5 separate regions of the Mus musculus genome follow, and all the other regions are linked to region 1. A link is a contact called in public HiChIP or PLAC-seq, Micro-C and capture Hi-C data. All regions are on one chromosome and are shown on one strand. The core of a region is the stretch at or near the end of the contact, and the rest is flanking DNA. Distances in the headings are between cores, read along the strand shown.

What was found. A called contact is a pair of places that touch in the nucleus more often than the background predicts. HiChIP or PLAC-seq counts read pairs in DNA pulled down with a chosen protein or histone mark. Capture Hi-C pulls out chosen DNA fragments and counts their contacts.
Region 2: a contact with region 1 is called in a Micro-C map of the G1E-ER4 cell line, with 11 times the contacts expected there. The contact joins two enhancer-like sites. A contact is called at or near these places in 3 of 39 promoter capture datasets (embryonic stem cells, hippocampal neurons and liver), 9 of 15 datasets of contacts at CTCF or cohesin (CD8 T cells, the G1E-ER4 cell line, the NIH/3T3 cell line and 5 more), 214 of 484 Hi-C or Micro-C datasets (the AML12 cell line, the AtT-20 cell line, B cells and 108 more), 47 of 115 datasets of contacts at active chromatin or transcription factors (DN3 thymocytes, the HPC-7 cell line, the SCID.adh cell line and 30 more) and 5 of 9 other capture datasets (adipose tissue, embryonic stem cells, embryonic tail and 2 more).
Region 3: an H3K4me3 HiChIP or PLAC-seq map of embryonic stem cells shows a contact between it and region 1, with 19 read pairs. The contact joins two enhancer-like sites. A contact is called at or near these places in 3 of 15 datasets of contacts at CTCF or cohesin (embryonic stem cells, pro-B cells and stem cell-derived epiblast-like cells), 27 of 484 Hi-C or Micro-C datasets (B cells, CD4 T cells, CD8 T cells and 16 more), 15 of 115 datasets of contacts at active chromatin or transcription factors (CD8 T cells, astrocytes, craniofacial prominence and 5 more) and 4 of 9 other capture datasets (adipose tissue, embryonic stem cells, liver and 1 more).
Region 4: a contact with region 1 is called in a capture Hi-C map of embryonic stem cells, with 4 times the contacts expected there. The contact joins two enhancer-like sites. A contact is called at or near these places in 1 of 39 promoter capture datasets (liver), 4 of 15 datasets of contacts at CTCF or cohesin (CD8 T cells, the NIH/3T3 cell line, large pre-B cells and 1 more), 26 of 484 Hi-C or Micro-C datasets (3T3-L1-derived adipocytes, CD8 T cells, the G1E-ER4 cell line and 15 more), 12 of 115 datasets of contacts at active chromatin or transcription factors (bone marrow-derived dendritic cells, double positive thymocytes, embryonic basal ganglia and 4 more) and 4 of 9 other capture datasets (adipose tissue, embryonic stem cells, liver and 1 more).
Region 5: a contact with region 1 is called in an H3K27ac HiChIP or PLAC-seq map of T-cell acute lymphoblastic leukemia, with 6 times the contacts expected there. The contact joins two enhancer-like sites. A contact is called at or near these places in 8 of 39 promoter capture datasets (the C10 cell line, the HPC-7 cell line, cranial neural crest and 5 more), 2 of 15 datasets of contacts at CTCF or cohesin (large pre-B cells and thymocytes), 1 of 484 Hi-C or Micro-C datasets (bone marrow-derived macrophages) and 16 of 115 datasets of contacts at active chromatin or transcription factors (T-cell acute lymphoblastic leukemia, differentiating embryonic stem cells, effector CD8 T cells and 10 more).

Annotation. Positions count from the first base shown.
Region 1 is chr1:166,151,991-166,154,895 of GRCm38.p6, reverse strand. Gpa33 (glycoprotein A33 (transmembrane)) reads right to left here. Exons shown (of 7, transcript NM_021610.2): 3 at 2,112-2,328. Among named protein-coding and RNA genes, the nearest start is that of Gpa33, 23 kb to the right of the region's middle. Within about 2 kb of position 1,320, at least 31 of the 459 cell types and tissues checked have an H3K27ac peak or open chromatin away from gene starts, as enhancers often do. A contact at or near this core is called in the G1E-ER4 cell line, the SCID.adh cell line, T-cell acute lymphoblastic leukemia and 2 more, where this site is marked.
Region 2 is chr1:165,852,792-165,856,171 of GRCm38.p6, reverse strand. Cd247 (CD247 antigen) reads right to left here. Exons shown (of 8, transcript NM_001113391.2): 2 at 903-1,006. Among named protein-coding and RNA genes, the nearest start is that of Gm32999, 5.4 kb to the right of the region's middle. Within about 2 kb of position 1,346, at least 29 of the 459 cell types and tissues checked have an H3K27ac peak or open chromatin away from gene starts, as enhancers often do. A contact at or near this core is called in the G1E-ER4 cell line, the SCID.adh cell line, T-cell acute lymphoblastic leukemia and 1 more, where this site is marked.
Region 3 is chr1:165,894,619-165,897,848 of GRCm38.p6, reverse strand. It overlaps Pou2f1 (POU domain, class 2, transcription factor 1), which reads left to right. Exons shown (of 16, transcript NM_198932.3): 10 at 83-224; 11 at 1,267-1,412; 12 at 2,765-2,944. Among named protein-coding and RNA genes, the nearest start is that of Gm32999, 47 kb to the right of the region's middle. Within about 2 kb of position 1,473, at least 8 of the 459 cell types and tissues checked have an H3K27ac peak or open chromatin away from gene starts, as enhancers often do. A contact at or near this core is called in embryonic stem cells, where this site is marked.
Region 4 is chr1:165,878,626-165,881,644 of GRCm38.p6, reverse strand. It overlaps Pou2f1 (POU domain, class 2, transcription factor 1), which reads left to right. Exons shown (of 16, transcript NM_198932.3): 14 at 1,170-1,515. Among named protein-coding and RNA genes, the nearest start is that of Gm32999, 31 kb to the right of the region's middle. Within about 2 kb of position 1,379, at least 13 of the 459 cell types and tissues checked have an H3K27ac peak or open chromatin away from gene starts, as enhancers often do. A contact at or near this core is called in embryonic stem cells, where this site is marked.
Region 5 is chr1:165,815,126-165,818,454 of GRCm38.p6, reverse strand. All of the region lies in intron 1 of Cd247 (CD247 antigen), which reads right to left. Among named protein-coding and RNA genes, the nearest start is that of Gm23402, 7.0 kb to the right of the region's middle. Within about 2 kb of position 1,889, at least 33 of the 459 cell types and tissues checked have an H3K27ac peak or open chromatin away from gene starts, as enhancers often do. A contact at or near this core is called in T-cell acute lymphoblastic leukemia and regulatory T cells, where this site is marked.

The DNA of each region.
Region 1 (2,905 bases), core at 71-2,570:
GGGGTGGAGTTGTCGGATACAGACAGAAGTGGGAAGGAAAGTGCCAGAGACCAACTGCTGAGGCGTAAAAGGCAAAGGCGCCTGTTTGGAAAACTAGCACCTGCTTCATCCACTCCTTGGGTGTGGTCTGAACAGGAACTCCAGAAACTGCCCGCCAGGGTGATGGCCAGCAAGAGAGATATGCTTTCAAGAGGACTGAGTCGAGATCTTTCGCTCCAGGCCCTTGACCACAGGCTCTAAACTTCCTGCGGGCCCTGTGCCAGGCACACCCGGGCCCTCTCTCTCCAGATCTTCAGCGCCCCAATCACAAACAGCCGGGATCTCGAGTTAGATCTAGTTTAAAGAGCCCGCGGGCGGGAGCCAAGAGGACTGGCGAGGGAGCAGAAACTCACAAGGGAGAGGGTCTTGTTCTCACGTGGCCTGTTTTACAAACAGAAGGTTACCTGAGTAATTACTGAGGGAGAGGCCATGGAGGGTGGGAGGGGATGTGTTAGGCTTCAAAGCCTCTCAGATGCCGTCTGTTCCCTTTGAAGACGTCAGGGGGCGCCAGAGGCCAGGACAAGGATTTAACACCTGCCGCACAGGCTGCTGAGTCTTCTGACTTAGGGGCTTCCTGCAGGTGAGCTAGACAAGGCTAGCTCCCCGGGGCTAAGGTCGGAGTTTCCTGCTAGCCTCCCCAGAATGAGCCGCCCCGTATAATTAAAGTCATTCTCTTGTAAAAATTATCTAGTTATATAGACACCGAGAAAGAAAACTTTTCACAAAGAATATTGCTGGGTTTATTAACATGTAATTTTTTTTAAAGCAAGAGGTTAGTTTCAACGAATTCCATACTCTCATATTAAACGTGTAGCCTTAACTCTTCGGGTTAATCTGATTGTCTTTAAAAGTAGGTGGTCCTTGATGTACGGGCCGGAGTTTGGTTGGAGGACCAGCAGAATCAGGTTTCAGATTTACACCGATTCTTGCCATTTGTTTGAAATCCTCTGTCAAAAAAGGCAGGCCAGGTATTTAAAGAACCCAAATGTTATACAAGTCTGTGTATATATAATCCTCATATGTATATATAACTTATGATTTTTATTCATACCTCTACACAAAGTGAGATAAAGGGGTATATTGTAGTATTGCTTGTTCAAACAAGAGCTAAAAAAAAGCGTTGAAACCTGAGGTGTTCACGGTGCGCTGTCAAGAAGCAACTTGCTAAGTGCTTTATAATATCTCACGTCTTCACAGGAAAGAGCAAAGTGTCTGAGTGTGTGGTGTGCGTTGGGAGAACGCCGGGCGAAGTCTAAGACGCCTGCCTGCATTACCACTGGTTGCCACATGGTGGCGGGGTGGAAGAGGTCTTGCCTATTCTTTAGGCAGCATTAGTTGATAACCGCAGTGTAGTCTGACACGCTATAAGGCTTTCTATGAGTCCAACAACTACCACATACAATTTAAAAGAGCTTCTGCCAAGTAGTGTAAAGGAAAAAGAGGAAAAAGGATCCTCTGTTTTGATGCACAGAGATGCTACCTCCCAGAAGTGGGGCCTTGCTCACACTGCACATAGACTAGATTCTCATTAAAGCAATCCCAGTAACTGGTTTGAGGCAATTACTTCCTGTGGGCCTCACCTACTCAGAAATTAAAGCAGATGAGTTTCCTCGCCTCTCCAAAACTATAAATTCCAACAAATTCTCCTGTGAAAAGGATGCTATCCTGGGACATACTTCCCATTGGTTGGCGACTGTGCCTTTGTTAGAGGAAGGGTGGAAAAACTGGTGTGGAACAGAGTTGAGAGCAGGGAAAGAGTCACCTATGGGGGTCACGATTGGCCCTGTGAGTGCCACACAAGATGAGAACCCGTGTATTGCTTGGGGGATCCCCTTCACTTCTTTTCAGTAATGAGTTTGGAAGGGGAAAGAAGAGTTGGTATGGAGGGCAACGAGCAACGGGAGCAAGGGGTGACTCCAAAGCCACACCTCTGCCCTCAGAAACACCCTGCTAGCCACCGAGAACCCCCGGAGAGCATTTGAGAGACAGAGGGAGAGACAGAACCATGGCTCTGCTGCTGACAGCGCCTCTCTGCCCACCCTCCTCCCACAGGAAAAGACAGAGACACTCACCAAGGACCAAGAGGCGGACTCGAGACTTGGCGTTGACATCCTGGTCCGACATCAGTGACACGGAGCACTCGTAGGTGCCATTGTCGTCCATGGTCAGCTGGTCGATGGTGATAGAGGCATTTGACAACTCAGCATCGTTAGATACTCTCACTCGATTCTCATAACGGTTCCCATAGATGTATTTCTTTGTCACAAAATTCCAGGTGACCACTCTTTCCTGAGAGAAAGAGGAAATGTCTGTCAGGACCTGGTGTAGACCTGCCCTGACTCAATCTTCGTCCCCCAGAGCAAACCAACAACATGTCAAACAGAAGGGCAGTACCTGCTGGTAGATTCCTCTTGTTATCTAGCTAGATAACTTTAGACTTTTAAAGATTTGCTTTTGAGCTTTAGGGACTGGGGTTGTAGTTTAGCTGGTAGTACTTGCCTACCACACGTAAAGGCCTGGATTTGATCCCAGTGCCGTGTAAACTTGGTGTTGCGGCGCGTGCCGATCATCCCAGCATTCCAGAGGTGAAGGGAGGGAAAAGTTCAAAGTCGTCCTTGGCTATGTAGCAAGTTCTAAGCCAATCTGGGAGGCATGACACACTGACTCAAAGGAAAAGCACAAAACAGCACCGAGGCACACACCCTGGGAGACCAGTGTGCACAGAAGCACACACCCTGGAATACCGGTGTGTAAATGAGGCTGGCTCGGATCCCAGCACTCACATTTGTGACCAGCCTCTCTCTCCTTGGTTCCCTCTCAGCCCATGGTTTATTCTCACCCATCCCTTCCTTCATCCAACACCCAC
Region 2 (3,380 bases), core at 97-2,596, 300 kb after region 1:
AATCATCCCAAGTAAAGGCCTTGCCCCCCCCACACACCCCCACACACCCTGTGTGCAGGGGTTCCAGGCTCTCCGTCTGTGCCTGCCGGAATCCAGGAAACCCCTCCTGTTCCCCTTCCTCCAGGAACCCTGAGGGTAGACAGTGCCTACAAAAAGCTTCCTACTAAGTTGGCACATGGGCATCATTACTCACCCAGCTGTTTCCTGAGTGGGAAGCACCTTGCTTGCTTACTGTCCTGACTGTGTGCCCCGAGTCGCTATAACCACACATGTTACCTAAGCTGAGAGGAACTGCAGGATTTTCCAGAGTTGGTGCTAAGTGTAGTTTCCAAATTTAAAAAAAAATCATAAAGTAAGACTTCCTCAAATGAAATCTTATGCCTGAAAGGAAATGGGTTCTACTGCCCTGGGAAGATGAGATTTCTACCTTCCCAGGTGTGTCCTTTCCACAAACCCACGGCTTCAGGCACCAGGTGATGCCTGATGCTCTGTCCACCATTCTTATTTCCAGGATGGGAAAATCAAGAGTTGGAGAGAAAAGCTGTATGGCCTCCATTACAGCTCAACCGCAGGCCCTAAGAAGAGGCTGTCTTGTCTGTCTTTCACTTTCTTGTCCTAAACTGTTCAGTATAAGCCATCTGTTTCCCAGCAGAAGCCACATCCAGGCACTGGTACCGATCTTCAGTAATACACATAGCACTTGGATCATTGAGCTGCTCTGTCTGCCACAGATGGATACCCCGCCTTCTCTGCTCACCGGCTGTGCACGCTTGGTTGTATCCTGCCTTGCCCATGGACACCAAGCAGAGCACAGGCCTGAGACTCTCCAGTGCCAAATCCCCACCTCACATCCTCCCAGTGGAGGAACCTATACCCTCCCTCAAGAGCCCAGGGGAACCCACTTTTGCTCTCAGGTACAGGGCTGTGATGATGACTCCGTAGATGAAGAGGATTCCATCTAGCAAGTAGCAGAGTTTGGGATCCAGCAGACCAAAGCTCTGTGCCTCTGTGCCAAGAGAGAAAATTGGTTAGGCATGCTGGATCTGGCAAGAACACATCCCACCTACCCCAGGTCAATTCTGTGACAGATTGTAGTCATGTCACGGGCACTAGGTCCAGTCCTCATACTTCACACAGACCACAACCTACAACCTCTCTCACTGAGTCTGAAGAAACCCAGCCTGCAATGGCCAATGTAACCACATGTACCAGATGTAAAGAGTGCACCTATGCATACAATGTAACCACATGTACCAGATGTAACGAGTGCACCAATGCATACAATGTAACCACATGTACCAGATGTAATGAGTGAACCAATGCATACAATGTAACCACATGTACCAGATGTAAGGAGTGCACCTATATGCATACAATGTAACCACTTGTACCAGATGTAACGAGTGCACCTATGCATACAATGTAACCACATGTACCAGATGTAAGGAGTGCACCTATGCATACAATGTAACCAATGTACCAGATGTAAGGAGTGCACCTATATGCATACAATGTAACCACATGTACCAGATGTAACCACAGAGGCTGGGAAGAATGAGGGAGTATTAGGAAAAAATGAAACTGCTGTGCACAGAACTTCTGCTCTGGTGACATGGAAGCCCCGCTGTAAGTGAGCTCTTGCATAAACTATGACACTCTAAACCTCAGAAATGTACCTAGGTAACTAAGGCCTTTATACGGAGAGAGAGAGACTCTAGAGGTTACAAATGTAGGGCTCAGAAATTAGATAATTGGATAAAATCATCTCAATACCTAGTCATTATCAGTGAAGTCTAGGTATCGTGGTGCACATCAGTAGTCCCATCATTGAACAGGCAAGAGGGTTGTGAGTTCGAGGCCAGCCTGAGCTACATAAGTTCCAGGCAGACTACATGCTTCAGCTTAGAGCCTCTTCTACTTAGTCTCCTCACTCCAGAGTCACCCCTCCTGCCTTTCTGATGTTTATCGAATCACACTCAAAGCATGTATGGTTCTCAGTAGATAAGAAGGGCAGGGGGAGTGAGGAAAGGAAATACGTTAGTTAGATAGAAGGTAGCCTTCCTATTTGAAAGATCACACAAAGCAAGCAAACTGAGCATATTACTGATCCTGAACTCCCTCCTATTGGGTAAGTGTGGATCTGAGAACTGGCCCAGTATCACAAAACCCTCCCTCTGGCCCTGCCTGAGAACCACACAAGCAGAGTGGTCTTTAAGGCTTTCCAGCCTAACGCCAGTAGCAAGTGGCGCCCTCTGGTGGGCGCTGGCCAACAGTGGGTAAGGCAGATGGGTGCCAGTTAAGTTCCGGCAAGGTATCCTTCCAGCTGCCTCTTCTGCAAAACAGGTTGAAAGTCTTCAGTGTCTGTTCTGTGCAGTGTTTATGGCTGTGAGCGCAATCATTAAGGCCCCGCTAGATTGCCACCAGAAGCACACAGAGCAGGCAGGTAGTGACTATGCCAGAAACCTCTCATCTGCTCCCACATACAATAGAAGGCTGACTTAAATCTCACTCACTGTCCCCCATCACCATGTCCCTAAAGCCCTCTGTTCTCAGCTTTTAACTCCAACTCTCTCATCCAGGGTCCCTCCTGGCCCCAGGTCCCTGCTCAGAAACCAACTCAATCCCGCTCAAAGACACTTCAAAGTGTGGGACTCAGTGCAGCCCCACAAATGCTCTGCCTTTCCAGGCCAGACTGGAAAGAACTCACTACCACCCTGTCCCTTCTTCAACTGTCTCATGTGTTCCAGTCTGGCATTGAACTTATAGCACCAAGGACAGCCTTGGCTTTGCAATGCCCTGCATCCACATCTGGAGTCCTGGGAATTTACAGATGTACATCTCTGTGCTTGGTGATTCTGGGACTCAACCCCAGGGCTTCACACGTGGCAGGCAAACACTTTACCTACTGAGCCATATCCCAACACTTCCTCCTTTATCCTCGCTGCCCCCTTAATCTTAGTATGCTCTCTAATTCCCTCCACACCCACTTTCTGTTCGCCTGGCTCCTCCTCTGTGCCTCTGCTTGCTCTGCCCAGCACCTTCAGGAATCAGAAACCTGAGTCCTCCAGGGAAAGCCAGGGAATGCTGGCGACTGCAAAGCCTAGATCCCTACAGAGTTCTCTGGATTCAGACTTCCCTTCTCAGAATGTAAGCCAGTGGCTGCGTCTTTTTCCTTTTGTCTCCAACCCCATCCCCAACATCATGCCTGCCTGAGACAGGCATTTCTTAAATTTCCTACAGTTGAGAGGAGGGTACGGTTCAAGGATGGGAAGATGATAGGCTCCAGCCCCAGGCTATTCTATGATCTAAGAAGCAAGCCAGCCCTCCAGTAAAGGCCACAGAAGCTGGGGTGGCTGTTGTCTTTTAGGGCTGGAGATATG
Region 3 (3,230 bases), core at 224-2,723, 260 kb after region 1:
TAGCCTTTCAAAATAGAAGTTAGAGACATTAATAACATGAGTCTCTTTTCCTCATTCCCCTTTCCTGTTCTATATTATTCAGGGTGATGTTGGGCTCGCTATGGGGAAATTATATGGAAATGACTTCAGCCAAACCACCATCTCTCGCTTTGAAGCCTTGAACCTCAGCTTTAAGAACATGTGCAAGTTAAAGCCCCTTTTAGAGAAGTGGCTAAATGATGCAGGTGAGTGAACATAGAAAGAAATCTCTTCATTGTCCATGGGGTTTCCTAGGAGGGATTAGTCTGCAAACTGGGTGCTTACTGTATTGCTGATACTACAAAGTGTTGGATCCACTAAATCTATGGAAATCATTTGAGCTAGGTCTAAGGATGGACATAGATTTTTTTTTTGAGGATAAGGGTTAGAAGGCCTGTGTGTGTGTAGAAAATCTTAAAGGACAGACAGATTATTCCTTCCTTGAGTAGATTGCCATAGAATTTGTTCCTGGTAATATTTCTGCTTTTGTTAAAAATGACCAGCTATTTCATACAAAATTAGATTTCTGGTCTTGAATTATTTATTTAACTTTGAGACATCCTTTTAAAAACTTTGAATTTTGAGCCACAAAATCAGACTTCAGGAGCTAAAAGGAACCACAAAGATGCCTAACCATGTACTTTCCTTTGTAGATAGAAACAAAAATTAGGCCTTCAGAAAGGAAGATCTTAGACACACCCTCACCCTTGGCATATTGATTCAGTAACTGGGGGAAGTTTAGCCATCTGTTATCTTTTTTGCAGTCACAGGCAAGAACCACTGGTCTGTTCCATCTTGTTTTCATACAGTAGAAAGAAAGCCATTGAAACATGCCCAGGCTTATTCAGTGTTTCCTAAGCTTAAAGAATTCCAAAGTACCCTCTCTCAACTCTTGTGCTAAGAAACTGAAAAGCCATCTTTAAATTAAACATTAAATAATCCAATGAATTTTAAGAAACATTGTTCCTTTTTATCCTCAGCTTATAAACAAGCAAATGTACCGAACTGAGGGAAGTGTAAGTGGAGGAATAGAACCTTTGTATTCTCAGAAACAAACCAAAAATGAGTGGTGACAAAGTTAACCGCCCTGGGATAAAGGTTGCCAGTAAGGACAGTGGGAAGTCAACAGTCCTGAGCAATGCTTCCATGGAATCTCACATTACTAAACATTTTACCAGTTTTCTTGTTCTTATGTATTCTGATATGAATCCTTAAGCTCAGCTGTTTGTGTTTTCTTCATTTCTGTAGAGAACCTCTCATCTGATTCTACAGCATCTAGCCCAAGTGCTTTGAATTCTCCAGGATTGGGGGCTGAGGGCTTGAATCGTAGGAGGAAAAAACGCACCAGCATAGAGACCAACATCCGTGTGGCCTTAGAGAAGAGTTTCATGGAGGTGGGTGTGACTTTTCATGTGTACGGCACTGTTGGGGACTGCAGAGATTAAAGCATATCCTTGTCTTCCTCCGCCCTGTGGGCATTTAACAGGGAGAAAGGAGGATACCAGGTGCTACTGCACTTCAGCGCTGCAGAACTCGAGAGAGACAATGGTTTGAATCATGTGAGCTTTTGGGAGGGAGCTAATCTTGCAGACTGGAAAAGATAGAAGAGTACCTCACACAGAGCCATCTCATAAGCATAGGCCTCCAGAGGAAACCATGCCTGTTCAGACGAAACACTGGTGGTTTGGCTGGCTAAATTTTAGTGTCTTTATGCCTAGAATGGTAGTTTGGGGGCACAACACTAGAGACCTCGAATATCCTATTCTGGAGTTCAAATTAATTCAACAGATATTTGGCTTTAAAACAAATGAACTTTCTACTTAAGGAAACATTGAATCAGGAGTCTTTCTTGTCTTTGCCTCTTATTAAAGGCACATCACGTCTCTTGATTTCAAGATGTTCCTGCGCCTATAAAACTGCCTTCCATTCCTGTCTCAGAAGCATAGTGTGAGGTCCGAGTTAGTATGAATGAAGCACTGAAAACTCAGGCATTCCTAGTAGTCCATAAAGTTGTATCACTTTGATAACTTTCAGATTAATAGACTTTAGCCAGGCATGAGACAGCTAATCCCAGTGCCTGGGAAGCAAAGGTAGGTGGATCTTTGTAATTTTGAGGCCAACCTGGTCTACATGCAGAGTCCCAGGGCAGCCAGAGCGACACACTAAGACCCTGTCTTTAAAAAAAAAATAGACCTTTACAGTAAGGATCACTTATTCTGTTCATAAAATTTTAGATAAGTGTAGTATGTATTAAAACACTTTTGTAGAAGTTGTTGCTAAAGTCTTAATGTGGTCATAAATATTCTACCATGCTTTTCTAGCTGGCTTCTTCCTATGGGTATACTAGTTCATAAAGTTATTTCATAAAGTTGGTTATGGTGGCACGTGCCTTTAATTGCAGTACTCAGGAGGCAGAGGCAGGCAGATCTCTGTAACTTGAGGTCATCCTGGTCTACATAGACTGAGGTTTGATTCCTAAAACCCCACATAGTGGCTCAGAACCATCTGTAATTCTAGGTCCAGGAGATTGAACACTATGTCTTCTGACCTCTGGGGTCAGTGTACATACATGCAGGCAAAATACACATACACGTAATAAATAAATCTTAAAAGAAACAAAGTGTTCTAAAGCTAGGATATAATTCAAATGTAGAGCCATTATCCCTGGATTCAATCTCCAGCATGGCAAATATATAACATGAAATTTTTAAAATTTTAAAAGATGGGCTTTTTTTCCCTCTCTTAGAATCAAAAGCCTACCTCGGAAGACATCACCTTGATTGCTGAACAGCTCAATATGGAAAAGGAGGTGATTCGTGTTTGGTTTTGTAACCGCCGCCAGAAGGAGAAAAGAATCAACCCGCCCAGCAGTGGTGGGACCAGCAGCTCACCTATCAAAGCAATTTTCCCCAGCCCAGCCTCATTGGTAAGAGTGGATGTGGAAGAGATACACACTTCAAGGACTCATTTTTAGTGTTACAGATGTCCTGGAAGTAAATTCACTTCCTAACAGTTGTCTTAGTTACTGTTCTATTGCTGTGATAAAGTACCATGAATGATCACAGTAACTTAGAAAAGAACACATTTCATTTCAGCTTAGGGTTTCAGAGGCTGGGTTCATGGTAGTGATGCAAAGGAACAGCAGCGAGCTCACATTTAGATCTTCAAGTGGTAGCAAAAATTCTGGGAATGGAATAAGCTTTTGAATTCTC
Region 4 (3,019 bases), core at 130-2,629, 270 kb after region 1:
ACAGCCTCAGTGAGTGGGGCCTTCCTACATCAAGCACTAATTAAGAAAATGTCCCACAGACTTATTAACCCACAGGTCCGTCAGGTAAGGGCATTTTCTCAGTTGAGGCTCCGTCTTCCAAATGACTGGTAACTTGTATCAGTTTAACTAAAAAAGGTAGAGGAGGAAGAGGGAAGGAAAAACATGATAAGCATTTACTGACAACTAGAATTAGAGGGCCTGCTCTATATGTTTACTATAGTAGATACCTTACTGGGTCATGAATGGACACATTCTTTTAAGATACTTTTGCCTCTAGACTCTAGCATACCAACTTCCACACATTTTAAATCTGTACTATGCACTATGGCATTCACTAAAGTTTAACATGTGGCTTTTGAATATTTGAAACATGGCTATTTCAAATTTAGGTGTGCTGTTATAATGAGTGTACTGAAAATCTACAGAATGATAGGAAATACTAAAATGATTTTGGTTTTGTCATTTTTGTTCATTGTTTTTGTTTTAGGTGAGGTCTTACTTTGTAGATCTGACTGGCTTCCAACTCTATATAGACCAGGCTGGCCTCAAACTCACAGAGATCTGTCTCTGCCTCTCAGGTGCTAGAATTAAAGGTGTGAACCACCATGCCTGGCTTGATAGCTTTTTAAAAAAGATTTGTTTGAAGGTTTTCTTGTTTTTGTTTTTAACGTATATGAGTGTTTTTCCTACATGTACATCTGTGCACCATCTGTGTGTCTGATGTCTGTCGAGGCCAGAAAAAGGCAGCAGATCCTCTGGAGCTGGAGTTAAAATGGTTGTGAGCATCCCTCTGCAAGAGCAGCCCATGCTCCGAACCACTGAACCATCTCTCTAGCCCCTCATTTGCTCTTTTTTTAATAGAAAATTGAGGCTGGTGGTGGAGACAGGGATGGCACACTGTTATTTCTTTCAGAGTTATGTGGTTACTCTTTCTCTTAAAGTAGGACTCATAGCTTTGGCTCTAAATTGTTTATCATTAATTTGTTAAAATGCTAAGCTAGTTTACTAAAAAAAAAAAAAAAACAAAACAAATTAAGGATTAATGAGTAGTAGGTTAACCATTCTCTTGATTCTAGATACTAATGGAAGTGACTAGTTTTCCAAACCCATTTACAGGAGGCCATCTTCTAACTCAGTTCTCTTCTCAGGCACTACAGACTCGACGTCCAACAACAACACGGCCACGGTGATTTCCACAGCACCCCCTGCTTCCTCAGCAGTCACATCCCCTTCCTTGAGTCCCTCTCCCTCTGCCTCGGCCTCCACCTCAGAGGCCTCCAGTGCCAGTGAGACCAACACGACACAGACCACCTCCACGCCTCTTCCCTCCCCTCTCGGAGCCAGCCAGGTGATGGTGACCACGCCCGGCTTACAGACAGCAGCCGCCGCTCTCCAAGGAGCGGCACAGTTGCCAGCAAACGCCAGTCTTGCTGCTATGGCTGCTGCTGCGGGACTCAGCCCAGGCCTCATGGCACCCTCACAGTTTGCTGCTGGGTAAGGAGCTTTCCCATTCCGTTTGCATCCAGAACAGAACTAGGATCTCATTCCTGCAGCTCCCGGGGAAAATTTGTTATCGCTGTCTTAGGTGGAAAGTATATCTGAGATGGGTTTGCACTTAAGTTTCTAAGTAGCCACATTGTCATTTCCACATGATGACACAGAACTGAGTCACTGAGTAACTCAGTGAGAGAACCAGGAAAATGCTCAGAATTCATCATTATTAAGCTTTCTTCAGTCAAGTATATTTATCTACTTTTTAATTCCCCCAAAACAGGTAAAACTTGGAATAAAGTGATATCTGATTTTATGTGTTTTTCAGTTTTTCTCTGATAATTTCATACATGTATGCAATGTATTTTGGTCATATCCATCCCCAACTCCTCCCAAACTGCCCTGAACTCACCCCCACCCACACGTACGACTTCATTTTTCATGTTTTTTGTTGTTGTTTTGTTTTTTTTCTTCAAGTAGCCAGTCTAGTTAGTTAGTGCTGCCTGTGTATATGTGACTGTAGACCTGCCCACTGGGACACGAGTGACCCACCAGTGAGCTCTCAACTGCCAATAGCTCTTCAGCTAGGGGCGGAATAAGAGCCCTTGCCCTGTCTATACCAGAATGTGTCTGGCTTGATCTTGTTCAGAGAACCTACTCTGCATTCAATGAGTGCAAATTTCATGTCCGGGTCTACAAGACATCAGTTCACAAAACTCCCAGCCTCCAACTCTTACATCTTTTCTACTGAGGAACATTTTCATTAATGTTCCCTAAGTCTTGATGTTAGGGAGATACGGTTGATAGTGATGTCCTATTTAGGGCTGCATACCCAACAGTTGTTTATTCTTATCAGTTTGACCAGTTGACTGCATTAATTATTATCCACTGCAGTAAGAGTTGAGAGCATCATACATCTGGGTATTAACATAAGTTCTTAGAGAGCAGTTCGCCATAACCATTTAACAAAACAATAGTCAGTATCTGCCCCTGCCCTACTCTTGGCCCATGAGCTCCCCATCCAATGGGCTTTTGACTACATTTACAGTACCAGGCAGGAACTTCCTGCTATGAATAGGCCTCAGATCAAACCAGAAACCAGTTGTTTACCACTAGAGCAGTCATCCCACTGTTCCACCAATGCCACATCTTGCCTGATTGGTTAGTATTGCAACATACAGGGTCTAGTATTGCGTAAGAGTGTTGATGCTTTTTCTCTCCCAGGTGCCTGTATAGCACCTCTGGCACTGGGAAAGTTAGCCGCAGTTCCAGATTTTCTATGTCCTGTAACTGAAGTGCATTTGTCTTCAGTAATCAGATATAGCATCTAGTTATGATGTACCCCCAAGATCAGTGGCAATAGCCTGTAATGAGTTGGGTTTTTTGTTGGTTTTTATTTCTAGGGGGTTGGCCTTTATAGCTTTCCAAACCAATAACTTGTTATAAATGTAATGTTTATTCTCCTGATGTAGTTGCCATCTTCAAGGCTTACTGCCTCTGTCTGCTA
Region 5 (3,329 bases), core at 640-3,139, 340 kb after region 1:
ACCATACACCCCTTTGATTCCATCTTTTCTTTGGAAGCTGCTTAGCCTTTCAGAGACAATTTGATCTCTGAAGAGCAGACACGTGCCCATCTATCTGCCCTCCTCCTCCTGCTTCTGCTGCTGAGAACTGCTTGTGGCTATGCAGGCTGCTCTGAGCTCAATCTTGAGGACAGCGAGGCCTCGCCTGACTCTCTGAGGCTTCCTTCTGTATTCCTTGGCCCTTGAGGAGAACAGAACCTAGGATCAAGGTTCTGGGAGCCTCTGGCTCAAACATTCCAAAAGCCACGTCCATAGGCAGCAGCCCTCTTTACTGTATGAAAACACAAGTGGCAAGTCTTTGGGGGCCATAGCCACAATGCCCCTGCCTCAGCTCCTGGACCACGTGCAGTAGTGATCAAGGGCCAAAGGTCCTGGAGGGGCTGTCACCTTCCACCTGTCCCCCACCCCCATAGAACAAGTGGAAGCTGGCACCCATTAGAAGGATTTGAAGTTTTAAAAGAATGTAAGGAAAACAATTAAAAAGGGGTTAGACAAGTCACAGACTCAGGCCTTATAGGCAAGATCAGAAGGGACAGCATTTTTCTTTCAGCCAGAGGCTGAGGGATTTGGGTGCATCCCAGAGGCCACCACTCTTCTAGACTTATCCCTTAAGTTGGTGGAACCTGGGTGTTGGGTGTTTGAGGAGCCCAGGATATAACTGTGGAACCTAAGCTTGCCCTGTAGTGAGGAGGAGTGGAGCCACAGCCTCGATGGGGAGCAGAAGCAGCTGGCTCCTTACACTCCACTGCGCTCACCCTTGCCTTGGGGTTTTCGACTGTGTGCACACCCTTCTAAAGACTCCAGGGGAACCTTGTGGTATAAAGAGGAAGCCTTCGGGAAGAGCAGCAGCATATCCCATCATGGGATGGATAGACTCCGCCTGTCTCCACTCTGCCTGGGTGCTACAAGGACTGTGTGCTCAGTAAATATTTGGCGAGCTGAGAATGCTTACGACTCAACGTGGCTGAATGAGAACAAAGTGGACAGGCAGACGGGAAGCGGCTTATCCTGCCCATGCCTCTCCTGTGAACTCTGTATTGACTGGCAGCAGCGGCTGCTGGCAGGCACCCTAGGGACAGTCTCTATCTGCCATGGCTTCTAAGGTGGTTAGGGCAATGAGGTTGGACAAAGAGGTTGGAGCTTTAGGACCCTTCTTACCAGCTCTGTCTCCAGCCCCCACGTATCATAGCCCAGTTATAACCAGAGCTACTGGAAGACTGGAGAGGGCGTCACACACACGAGGCACCTTCTAGAAGCATCCTTCCATGTCACACTGCCGTCTACACTGTCCCTCTGACCCATGCTCTGAGGGACAAACGGCCTCAGCTCTGCTCTCAAGACACAGTGAGAGCAGAGGCATGCTTAGGGTCCAGTGAGCAGTACAGAGAAGCCGGTGGGGTAGAAGGAGACACATTCTGATCACAGAACAAGAAACTCTTTTGGTTCTTACACCCAGTGCCCTCAATGTTCAAATAAGAAATCAGATTCAAATACAGGACCTTCCCGAATCACTGCAGCTAGGGAGGAGTCCCTGAGATTCCGCTACCGAAGCAGAAAAGGGGCCGCGGGACATAGGCAAGTCACTTCCGCACCATGGCACACCTGAGATAGGGTGGCTAGAGGGGTTGCTCTGGGGGAGCAGCTCAGGGTGCTTGTGGGAAAATACAGTAAAGTGAAAACTAAAAATTAACTGAAGACTGGAGCAGAGGTGTCCTCGGGCCCCACCCCTTGACCAGCTTCTTGTCCGAGCGCAGGTGTCCTCAGGCCCCGCCCCCCATGGCCAGCACCACCACAGAGCACAGCAGCAGAGCCTATGATGTGGCAGGCATGCCACCAATGGCACACAGATCAATTTCCCACGCTAGAAGGCTTGTCTCTGCCACCACATCCTTTCTTGTCTTGCAAGCCTTGCTCTCAGCTGGGAGGGTCAGCGCAGCAACACCCACACACATGCCCACGAAAGCACTCTGATGCTAACTAACACTGACCACTGGGATCCCCCTCTTCCGCCAGGTTTGTCAGCGTAGAATGTGGTGCCGTGGAAAAGCGGCCAGACAAGCCAGAGGCCCTTCCTCTGGGTGGGTGTTCCTCATTCGGTCTGTGACCCAGACCCGCTGCTCTTGCCCAGGGGTGCAAATTAATTTATCTATCTATCTATTTATTTATTTATTTATTTTTCTTTTTTTTCGAGACAGGGTTTCTCTGTATAGCCCTGGCTGTCCAGGAACTCACTCTGTAGACCAGGTTGGCCTCGAACTCAGAAATCCACCTGCCTCTGCCTCCCAAGTGCTGGGATTAAAGACGTGCGCCACCACCACTCAGTACAAATTAATTTTATGTGGAAGCTCAAATCCACAGGGTCACCGTCTTTTAGGTGGGTCTGACTCATTTTCTTCCGTTGGCACATCATGGAATCTTTCCACGACAAGACAGCATGTCATAGAAGGAGCAGCCTATGGGGTGTTAAAAAAGACGGACGTGCTCTGTCCATAATATTAATCTTTGCTTTGTTCTCTTAAGAAGCTCACTCAGTGCCTCAGTTTCCTGATCTGTCAGGAGGAAAGGACAGTCACTATTTCCATGGGGTGCAAATGACATCATAATGAGATCACTTTATAAAATGGACCTCAGAATATAGCTATCAGAGATTATCATCATACTTAGTAAAAACAATTAATAATGATTGCCAGGATGCGTTAAAGAGAAATTACTCAGAGACCCTTGTTGAGGAACAATAAGAGTGACTTTACCCAGGCCATTTAGACAGATAAAGGACCACTTTGGTGGGCTCCTCAGTGGGAAAGAGCAGTGGGGCTCAGCTTGACCACAGTAAGGGCAGGTGGGCAGGTATAGTCCGACGTCAGGCAGGAGGGGTCAGTGGATGGAAAATTACTAAGAAAGATATATCAGGAGTGAGAGAGAGATTCTGGCTAAGCTGACGTCACAGGATCCCAGCTGAAGACAAAATGAGGCACCCCTGAGGGACAGTGGAAGACGGGGCTCATTGGATTCTGAGATATTGAGTGTGACCAGGTGTCAAGTGTGAGCTTCTTGCTGGATTGACTTAGCAAGAGTCTCAGGGTTTTATTAAGCACACATGGACCAAGGAGGAGAGCCGGAAGCTCAACTAAAGCTGGTCAGAAACACTGTCAATCGACATAATGGTGATTTTGAAACCTTTTGGAAAAAAGACCCCACAGACCTGTGCTAGAGGAGACCAAACACCTCTGCGTGTGCACACCTGCTTTCAGTGCCTCAGGAGCAGCTCGGGGAAGCCAGGGGCTACTGAG